Linked DNA regions of Danio rerio: region 2 is linked to region 1. A link is a contact called in public HiCAR-type data. All regions are on one chromosome and are shown on one strand. The core of a region is the stretch at or near the end of the contact, and the rest is flanking DNA. Distances in the headings are between cores, read along the strand shown.

Region 1 (5,220 bases), core at 748-3,247:
TGTTCATGCTTGGTTATTTCACTTTTAAGGCAATACATATGCATTTGCCATAACGTATTAGATATTTAGGCATAACTCTTTAAATATGTCAAAGTTCCCCTAATGATAATTTTTCTCAGGCTTCTATGTTTATGTTTGGTTATTTCACTTTAAAGGTAATGAAAATAACATATTATTTGCCATAGCTTAGTTTTTTTATTTTTTGCATTCGAACCCTTCAAAAGTGTCAAAGTTGACCAAAATGACAAATTTTCTCAGACTCCCATGTTTATGTTTACCTATTTCACCTTAAAGGCAATGAAAATTGCATATTATTTGCCATTACTTGTATGTTTTTTTGCATCTGAACTCATCAAATTATGATTTTTTTAAAGGGTCATATGTTTGTGTTCACTTTGTCACTGTAAAGACAATGAAAATAACATTATTTGCCATAACGTAGAGTTTTTGGCATCTGAAGCCTTCATATGTGTCAGTTTACCAAACTGACTATTTTTCTCAGGCTTAAAGGTTTATGTTTACTTATTTCACCTTAAAAGCAATAAAAATAGCATGTTATTTGCCATAAGTTGTATGTTTTTTGCATCTGAACTCTTTAAATTATGATTTTTTTAAGGGACCTATGTTTATGTTTACTTATTTCACCTTAAAGGCAATGAAAATAGCATATTATTTGCCATAACTTGGACTTTTTTTGCATCTAAACTCTTCAAAAGTGTCGAAGTTAACCAAAATGACTCCTTTTTATCAAGCTTCCATGCTTAAATTCAGTTATTACAATTTAAATGCAATGAAAATAGCATATTATTTGCCATAACTTAGAGGTTTTTACATCTGAACTCTTCAAATGTGCCAAAGTTCACCAAATGATTATTATTGTTTTAGGGGCCTATGTTTATGTTCAGTTCTTTTACTTTAAATGCAATGAAAATAGCATACTATTTGCCATAACTTAAAGTTTTTGCCATCTGAAGCCTTCAAATATGTCAAAGTTTACCAAAATGACAATTTTTCTCAGGCTCCTAGGTTTATGTTTACCTATTTCACCTTAAAGGCAATGAAAATAGCATATTATTTGCCATAACTTGGAGTTTTTTTTTGCTTCTGGACTCTTTAAAAGTGTCCAAGTTAACCAAAATGACTCCTTTTTATCAAGCTTCTATGTTTAAATTCAGTTATTACATTTTAAATGCAATTAAAACAGCATTTTTCTAACTTAACTTAAAGGCTTTTGCAATTTTAGTCTTCAAATGAGCCAAATATTACCAAAATGACAATTTTATTCAGACTACCATGTTCATGTTCAGTTATTTCACTTTAAATGCAAAGGAAATAGCATATTATTAGCCATAAATTAGAGGTTTTTGCAATTGTACTCTTCAAATGTGTCAACGTTTACCAAAATGACAATTTTTATCAGACTCCTATGTTTAAATTGAGTTATTTAGTTTTAAATGCAATTAAAATAGCATTTAATTTGCCACAACTTTAAGGTTTTTGCAATTGTACTCCTCAAATGTGCCAAAGTTCACCAAAATGATCATTTATTTCAGGCTCCCATGTTTATGTTCGGTTATTTCACTGCAAAGGCAATGAAAATAGCATATCATTTGCTTTAACTTGGATGTTTTTGCATCTGAACTCTTCAAAGTTCAACAAAATGATGATACTGTTTAAGAGTCCCATGTTTATATTCAGTTAATGCATTGTAAAGGCAAAGAAAATAGCATATTACTTGCCATAACTTAAAGGTTTTTGCATTTGAGCTTTTCAAATGTGCCAAAGTTCACTAAAATGACGATTTTTATCAGGCCCCCATGTTTATTTTCCATGATTTCACTTTAAAGGCAATAAAAACAGCATATCATTTGCTATATCTCAGAGGTTTTTGCATCTGATCTCTTCAAATGTGTCAAAGTTCAACAAACACAACCAGCGCCCGCATACAGAACAAACTAATCATGAGGTAATGCATCACAACGGCCAAATTACATCATTTCTTGACTCACTTCATTCCTTCAGTGAGAACGAACGTATTCCCGAGTCCAGGCCACACGCGCTCTCGCTTACACATACAAAAAATTAGCAAATCCAATTATTTAAGTTGATTTAAGTATGCAAAGCGAGGCCTGCGGGGTCATATGCACATAGGTAATCAATAGTAATTACCATTTCATTTCTCCCTTGTTATTTCCCTCAGTCTTAAATCAGAATCTGATCTCATCGAGGCCCCTTTTGAGTGTGCGTTTCAGGCCCAGATGAGCCAGATTGGCCGACTTTAACTTCATTTCATACATCACTCCGCTTAAACACAGCGCTCCAATTAAAACGGCGGGCCCGGATCGTTCTAATGCCCCGCAAAATAGACCATTTCCATTAAAGGAGGTCCCAGAATGCTTCGTGCTGCAGATTTCCGCCTTTGATTCCACACTTGTATGGATTTCTGGAGAAAGATGTATGATCCCGAATGATATTCCTGTGCGGTAAATATAGTGAACGCCCCATAGTGGTAAAAATAGATTACTTTGAAAGCTACTGCGATAACAATGGTAATGAGAGACAATAAATCTCGCTGTGTAATATTAGAAAAGCAATATTTCTCTTTCAGATAAATCATGTGTGTATGTGTGTGTGTGTGTGACGTGTGGAGGATGAATATTTATGAATGAATAAATCCATGAAGGAATAAACTGGCGTAATGTTCCAGCTTTTGCAGCTCGATAAGACGCGAATGATGAATGTGGGACTTTTTTTTGATGCTTTCTCGCAGGCAGATTGAACAAATTCTGCGCTCTACTGTACGCTGTACAGTATCTGACGCCGAGGGTTTCATTGATTAAAGGCCGTATGCTTCGCTGCTTTCTCATCTGTTATTGGAGATGGTATCAAGAGCCTGATTACTGATCTGCTCTTCAGCACTCGCTTTTAAACAGAGAAGAAAAAGAGCAATGCTTTTCATATTAGTCAACTGTGCTTGGTTTTAAAATTTTCTTCTCTCTCACTCACTCTCTCTCTCTCTCTCTCTCTCTGTCTGTGAGTCAATAGTTCAGATTTTTACATGTCATGGTAACGTTTTTACAGTGAAAAATTATCATTGCAATGTTTAACCATAAGTCGCCATAACATTTATTATTTATTTTAGGGCCTGTGTCTGTGTGAGCACTTTTTAAAGTCAGTTCAAAGTATTCTGGCATGAGGAATTACGCTTTTAACTTTAAGAAAGATTAATTATATTCATGTAAATATGCAATGAAAACTATTTTGCATTTGATTATTATTGTTTATCCAGAAAATCATAAAGCACGTACAAAAAATTGTTGCTTTACTGTATTTATCAATGTTTGTGATATATGTTTATATATATATATATATATATATATATATATATATATATATATATATATATATATATATGAAGATATGGTGAATCTGAAATGTCTACACATTCACAATCTGAAAATCTACACTAATAATGCATTTCAGATTTACAAACATGTCGACAGTGCCCTCTAGTGGATTTGTCATCTGAAACATGCGGCGAAAGGTACTTGGAGAAACATATCTGAAGTTCTGAGGCATGTATTCCATATATATATATATATATATATATATATATATATATATATATATATATATATATATATATATGAGCAATATCAAACGAGTAGCAGTGCGATGTGGCTGTATATCGGCACTGGTGGGAGGCGTGCGTTGGCATGAGGCTGCAGGCCGAGTGCCTCAGTGCCCCAACTAGTGCCGATATACAGCCATATCGCACTGCTACAAGTGTGATATTGCATTTATACAACAACTTGATGGCATAATTGTATATATAAAAACAAAATCAAACATGGAGAGTCTCAAAAAAAGAAACCCTTTTGTATGAGGAACTACTTTCTTCTGCGTTGGATTCAAATCATAAGCTGACAGTTAAACAGCTGAGCAACCATCTATTAAACTATAGATCTGTAGTGTCTGCTTTTTGCTGGCTGTATGTGGGCGGAGTAATACACAAAGGGTAAAGAGGCTGTACGGGTGCTGATATTATTTAAATTTATCACGGCTATCAGCCAATAAAATTCGAGAACTATATATACACACACACACACACACACACACACGTCTAAGGCATTAGACGTATCAGGTATTTCCAATATACGGATAACCCAAAACTGAAAATGATCCCATCCTTTACTCTCCCTTTATCTTTCTTCTGTTGAACACAAAAGAAGATATTTTGAAGAATGCTGGTTGCTGGGAAGTCAATGGGTCCCAGCAACCACTATTCTTCAAAATATGTTCTTTTGTGTTCAGCAGAATAAAGAAACTCGAATAGGAAGTAAAGGTGAGTAGATGACGGCATAATCAACATTTTTGCGTTTAAGATGCTCACTCGAATAATCACACGGTGCTGCTTTTTATGTAACACATTTCTCATTGTGAATTAGGACATTGCTTGATTTGTTGGGTCGTTTCTCTCAGCTCATCTGAAACACTCGAGTCTGTTTCATTCAGGCAGAGACCCGAGATTGTTGCGTTCATCAAAATAAGCAACGAAATGCACAAGCAGATGTGAAAATGACCACTTTTACCCTTCTGTTTATAAGTAAGATTTGAAATTCAGCAAGAACTGTGCAGTTGCGCGGAGTGCAGGTGAGGAGCATTCATCAAAACTAGCGTCGTCTTCCAAAACAATCACATCTGCTGTTCGCCACATTGCTTTCCAAAAACGAAACATCGATCAAGACTAAGGAATGCTGCAGTGCTAGAAAAAGAGCTCATCCCTCATGTGGCAGATAGCGAACTGATAGTTTGCTTAGATTCTCAAATTTTATTGCGGGACGGATGATGGCTTGCAAAACCAGACATCAATCACGACACCTTTAGCGACACTTTGCAGTTTCTCGCCCGCTGACCGCTTCCTGTGGATTATCAAGCCGATGTTTACGCTCGGCGTGAGTGCTGTTGGCTCAGCACTGTTGGGAAGAGCCATGATTTGATATATTAAACCTAATATCTCAGTGACATTTCTCGGGACAGATTTTCATCGGCAGAGTTTCATCTGCACTTTTGGGTCTGGCTTGTTTGATGAATGACCCTAGACGTTAATTCTCTCCTCTCCGTCTTTCATCTTCAGCGGCCCACTGTGCCTGAGAAACTTTGAGCGGCGCAAGAAAATGGACAGCGCCATTAATGGAATTGACATTAATTTGACAGAGT
Region 2 (5,220 bases), core at 984-3,483, 240 kb after region 1:
ACATTACATACATCTCAATGACGTGATCAGGACATGCTTTGGGTTCCAGCGTTGACTTTTAAATTCCTAGAAACAAAGGCAGACTCCACTAATCAGGCAGATTCCAGGACACAGGATGATCAGAGGACCGGTTCTACCAGCTTCCGCCGTGTTTGTAGATGACACATGGCAGATCAAGGGCAGAAAGCCGGACGCTGTGACCCTTCTCTCCTGAGAGCATGGCCTTTAAACAGAGCAGCAGCGCTCAGTGATCATGAATATCTCTCCTGCTGCTCTCAGTCTAGCTGCCATTTCAAACCATTCAAACACACAATCTCAGTCTTTCTCTTGTTCTGTCTCTCTGGGGTATGTTTGACAAACAAGTCCCAGTTTTGAGATTTACATGACTCACAACATGCTTTTTAAAAAATGCAACTCAGAAAAGAGACCGCCAGGAGTGTTTGCTTGGACTTTTTATAGTTTAGGGAATATAGGGAAACAATACAACTGGTGAAAAGTAGTTGCAACTAAATGATGTTGTGATAAAATGAGATTTAGCTGTCCTGTAATGAGAGAAAAATAGGTTTTCATGTTACACACAGTACATGATGACAGAGACTCTGGGAATCATTTAAATGGCATTAATTAGCATTAGCTTCTACCATGAAGTTACCATTCAATGTTTTTATTTTGACAACAGTGGTAACATAAAAAAACTGCCTGATGTCACTAGGAAACTTAATTATCCAACATTTTGTTAGTTTGGTGGCTAATTTGTACAAATTCACACAAGTTCAATCCTTAATATGTATGATTTTTACAATTAATAATGTATGATTTTTACAATTCCAATTCAAGTTCAAGTTGTACAAAATGTAAGATTTTAAAATTTCTGATTTAAACAATTCACACGAGTCCAGTCAAACGAAAATGTACAATTTTACATTTCTAATTAGAATTCAGTTGTACAAAAATATAAGTATTTTACATTTTTAATTTTTAATGAGTTCACACGAGTTCAGTCATACGAAAATGTAAGATTTTTACATTTCTAATTTGAGTTCAGTTGTGCGAAAATTTGTACATTTCTAATTTGTATGAATTCATACGAGTTCACTTGTACAATAACTTAAGATTTTCACATTTCTAATTTAAACGAGTTCACACAAATTCAGCTGAATGAAAATTTACGATTTTTACATTTCTAATTTGAGTTCAGTTGTACAAAAATATAAGATTTTTACATTTCTAATTTGAGTTCAGTTGTCAAAAAAGGTAAAATTTTTACATTTCTAATTTGAGTTCAGTTGTATGAAAATGGGCAATTTTTACTTTTATAATTTGAGTTCAGCTGTCAAAAAAAGGTAAAATTTTTACATTTCTAATTTGAGTTCAGTTGTATGAAAATGGGCAATTTTTACTTTTATAATTTGAGTTCAGCTGTCAAAAAAAGGTAACATTTTTAGGTTTCTAATTCGAGTTCAGTCAAAAGAAAATGTTCAATTTTTAAATTTCTAATTTAAGTTCAGTTGTATGAAAATGTGTACATTTCTAAATTGTACGAATTTATATGAGTTTAGTCATACAAAATTGTACGATTTTTAAAAGGAGGCAGAGCACCAAACCCACCCCTAAACCCAACCATCATTGGAGAATGAGCAAATCATAGTAAAAAATTATGAATGAGATCATACAAATTCATATAAAATACCACTGAATCAAAAAGTAAGGAATTGGTGTGAGACTGCTTTGAAAACACAGTTTTTTTTTTTTACAACAGCAAACTTTAAACAGTTAAATAAACCATAAAAATGTATCATGATCAAAATATTGCAACAAAAAAAATTGCAAATGTTCTTGTGCCACATGTATCTATACATAATCTACTTTTAATCAATAAATAGAAATGCAGTGTGAAAAAACAAAGTACAGAAGTCACAGTACTGACACATAGAATCGAAATAGCATGCTAAACATGTAAAAAAAATACACACACAAATGTATAATAACAATGGAAACCTTCTAGAGACTTCCAGGAGTGCTTGTTTGTACTGTTTAAAGTTTAGAGAAAGAAAGGAAACACTAAAACTGAGCAATGCCACTTCTGGCTCTCTGATCATCCGTAGGAGGTCGCAGAAACGGCAGTCATTACCACATTCAAAACACATGCCTGCAGATATCTTTAGCCTTTATAGCGTCACAGTGTGTATTATGCTGGAAAATGCCCTGTGAGAGCCTACCTGGCCATTAGGAGGAATGCAGGAGGTGTTGAGGCTCAGAGTCTATCATTTACTGCTGACTGAAGCCTACAGCAGCCCTCTTAAAGTTACAAAAAAAAAAAAAAATGTGCCGGGAGCGCAGAACACCACAAATATGCAATAAGGGTGTTTGTGTGTTCTGCAAAGCACAGCTTTTTTTGGCTTTTTTATTGGAACCAATGGGATTTTTATTTTTTTTTAAATGAAGAAAACCGGATTCCTAAAGCTACGTCTTGTGGTAAATTATTCAGCATCTACAAATAGATCAAAATCATCGGCCTATTATTAATTCAGTGAATTTAAATGTAGTCAAACTGAGTGTCGCGCGGCAGACAGAGATGTCTTTGCAGAGCTTTTTTTTATTCATATTATTTTTAGGATTTCGCTAAACTTGGGTGGCTGTCACATAGGATGTCAAAAGGTTTCATTCATCATATTTCCTTCCAGAATAAAAAAATGAGTCATTTAACATGCGCTGTTAGAAATGCTGGGTTACACTCTATGAATTTGTGTTGGGACAACATGAAGGAATTAAGGTAACTTATACATGTATGTTTTTACAAATTTAAGTAGATAGAATATAAAACAACGGGCTCTATGCACAGAGTTTTAAAGACAACAATAAAATTCCGGCTTAATATGACTATTTTCAATTTCACAAGGTTGTTCTTATAGCATCACTGTTGTAATGTAATCACAATGCATTCAGTTAAACAGACTTCAGCATTCATTTAGTTGTTTAAGTGTAAAACGAGATGAAAGACCGTTGTAACCACTAGTGCCGTCAGTAGCAACAGGTTAGCGCAAAAAATCTGCTGAAAATATTAGGCTAAAATAAACTTTCCTATTTAAAGACATGATTTTTATTTTTATTTTTTTAGAAAAATAACCTTTATCATTACCTCATAATCACTCACTCATTCATTCATTAGCATTCTGATACAAACAAAACATTATGTACATTGTGATACAGTAAAACAAATCATTATTATTTATTTCTTTTTTTTTATTTATTTCTCAATCAGCAATGTCTTTTGCTTTTGCAATTTCTTTTCTCATAATTTTTAGCTTGTGGTGACGCAGTGGCGCAGTAGGTAGTGCTGTCACTTCACAGCAAGAACGTTGCTGGTTCGAGCCTCGGCTCAGTTGACGTTTCTGTGTGTAGTTTGCATGGTGTCCTCCGGGTGCTCCGGTTTCACCCACAGTCCAAAGACATGCGGTACAGGTGAATTGGGTAGGCTAAATTGGCTAAATCCGCTGCGTAAAAACACGCTGGATAAGTTGAATCTGAATGAATGTTTTGCTTGAACAAGTAGGGAGTGTATGGTTTCCTTTGTGGCCAATGGGGGTAAAAATAATAATAAGTGTTTAATTGTGTTTCCGCACTGCTCTTGGGTGGAAGCAATAAAGAATTTACATTGCGTGTGAGATAGGGTCTAGAGCACATTAGCGCACGTCTCTTTAGTGTATAAAGTAGCGTTCATGTCTCTGATGTGTGGAAGCTATCAAATATAAGTGACAGTTGAAGCATGACCTCACCTTTGAAACTCATTTCCTTTCATATGTGAGCTGCAAAATAGATATTATTAAAGTTGCCGTGGTGATTCAATTTCAAGCCGTTCCCACCCCCCGTCAGCCTACACCCCACCCCCGCCTTCATCTTATCTTTGCAACAAATGCACAGAATATTTGGAGTTGCTTACTGAGGACGCCTTCATTCATGCGCATCTGGATAAACACATAGACTTCAGTTTGCAAATCTAGTGACCTGCCTAGGTTTATTTAGTTTGAGAGGACTTCTACAATGTTTTGATCCATCAAAGACTATAAATATATAATTATTAGCCATTGATATTACCCAAATTATGTTTAAGCCAGGAATTTTTCACAGTAATTCCTGTAATATTTTTTCTTCAGGAGGAAGTTTTGTGTGTTTTATTTTGGCTAGAATGAAAGCAGTTTAAAAATAAAAAATAAAATAAAAACATTTTAAGCTCTATTATTATTATTAGCCCTTTTATGCAATATTTGTTTTTGATTGTCGACAGAACAAACCATCATTATATAATGACTTACCTATTTATCCTAATTTGACTAATTAGTCTAGTTCAGCCTTTAAATGTCACTTTAAGCTGAATACTACCTAGTAAAATATGCAATTAAAAATAATGTACTGTCATCATGGCAAAGATAAATCGCAAATCAGTTATTAGAAATGAGTTATTAAAACTATTATGTTTAGAAATAGTACTCATTTTCTGGAAGATAATCCTTCAATTGTCGTTCACAGCAACAATATATATATATATAAGTTAATATATATATAAAATTTATTTAAGTTAATAGTGTTTCTGCCAGACATAAAGGTTGGCTGAATAGTTAAAAAAAATTAGTAAATCAATTATTATTATTTGTGATTATTAATATTTAAAAATATAATAATAATAATAATAATAATAATAATAATAATAATAATAATTTTATTTATATTTTTAAATATTAATAATCACAAATAATAATAATAATAACAATAATAATAATAATAACAACAACAACAACAATATTAATAATAATAATAATAATAATAATAATATTAACTATTATTATTATTATTATTATTATTATTATTATTATTATTGTCTTTATATATATTTTTAAAATATTATTAATTACAATAATAATAACAATAATAATAATTATATTTTATTAATATTTTATTACAATTTATTAAAATATTATTAATTGCAATAATAATAATTATTATTATTAATACTATTACAACTACTAAAATAATAATATTGTAATTATAATTTTATTCTTTTAAATAATAATAATTACAAATAATACTAATAAAACTAACAATAATAATATTGATTTATTTATTTTTGTTTATTTTTTTATAAAATCATAATGCAAAAAATATAATAAATTCCTAATATATAAAGTTGTTAAAATTATTTAATATTTTGTTCATACCTTTCTC

Evidence for each region. HiCAR-type assays count read pairs that join an accessible place to other places.
Region 2: a contact with region 1 is called in a HiCAR-type map of caudal fin, with 7 times the contacts expected there. The contact joins two enhancer-like sites. A contact is called at or near these places in 1 of 18 Hi-C or Micro-C datasets (caudal fin) and 1 of 4 datasets of contacts at active chromatin or transcription factors (caudal fin).

Annotation. Positions count from the first base shown.
Region 1 is chr24:4,196,039-4,201,258 of GRCz12tu, forward strand. All of the region lies in intron 1 of adarb2 (adenosine deaminase RNA specific B2 (inactive)), which reads right to left. All of the region lies in intron 2 of LOC141380808 (a long non-coding RNA gene), which reads left to right. Among named protein-coding and RNA genes, the nearest start is that of pfkpa, 46 kb to the left of the region's middle. Within about 2 kb of position 1,998, at least 5 of the 62 cell types and tissues checked have an H3K27ac peak or open chromatin away from gene starts, as enhancers often do. A contact at or near this core is called in caudal fin, where this site is marked.
Region 2 is chr24:4,435,523-4,440,742 of GRCz12tu, forward strand. No RefSeq gene overlaps it. Among named protein-coding and RNA genes, the nearest start is that of klf6a, 100 kb to the left of the region's middle. Within about 2 kb of position 2,234, at least 3 of the 62 cell types and tissues checked have an H3K27ac peak or open chromatin away from gene starts, as enhancers often do. A contact at or near this core is called in caudal fin, where this site is marked.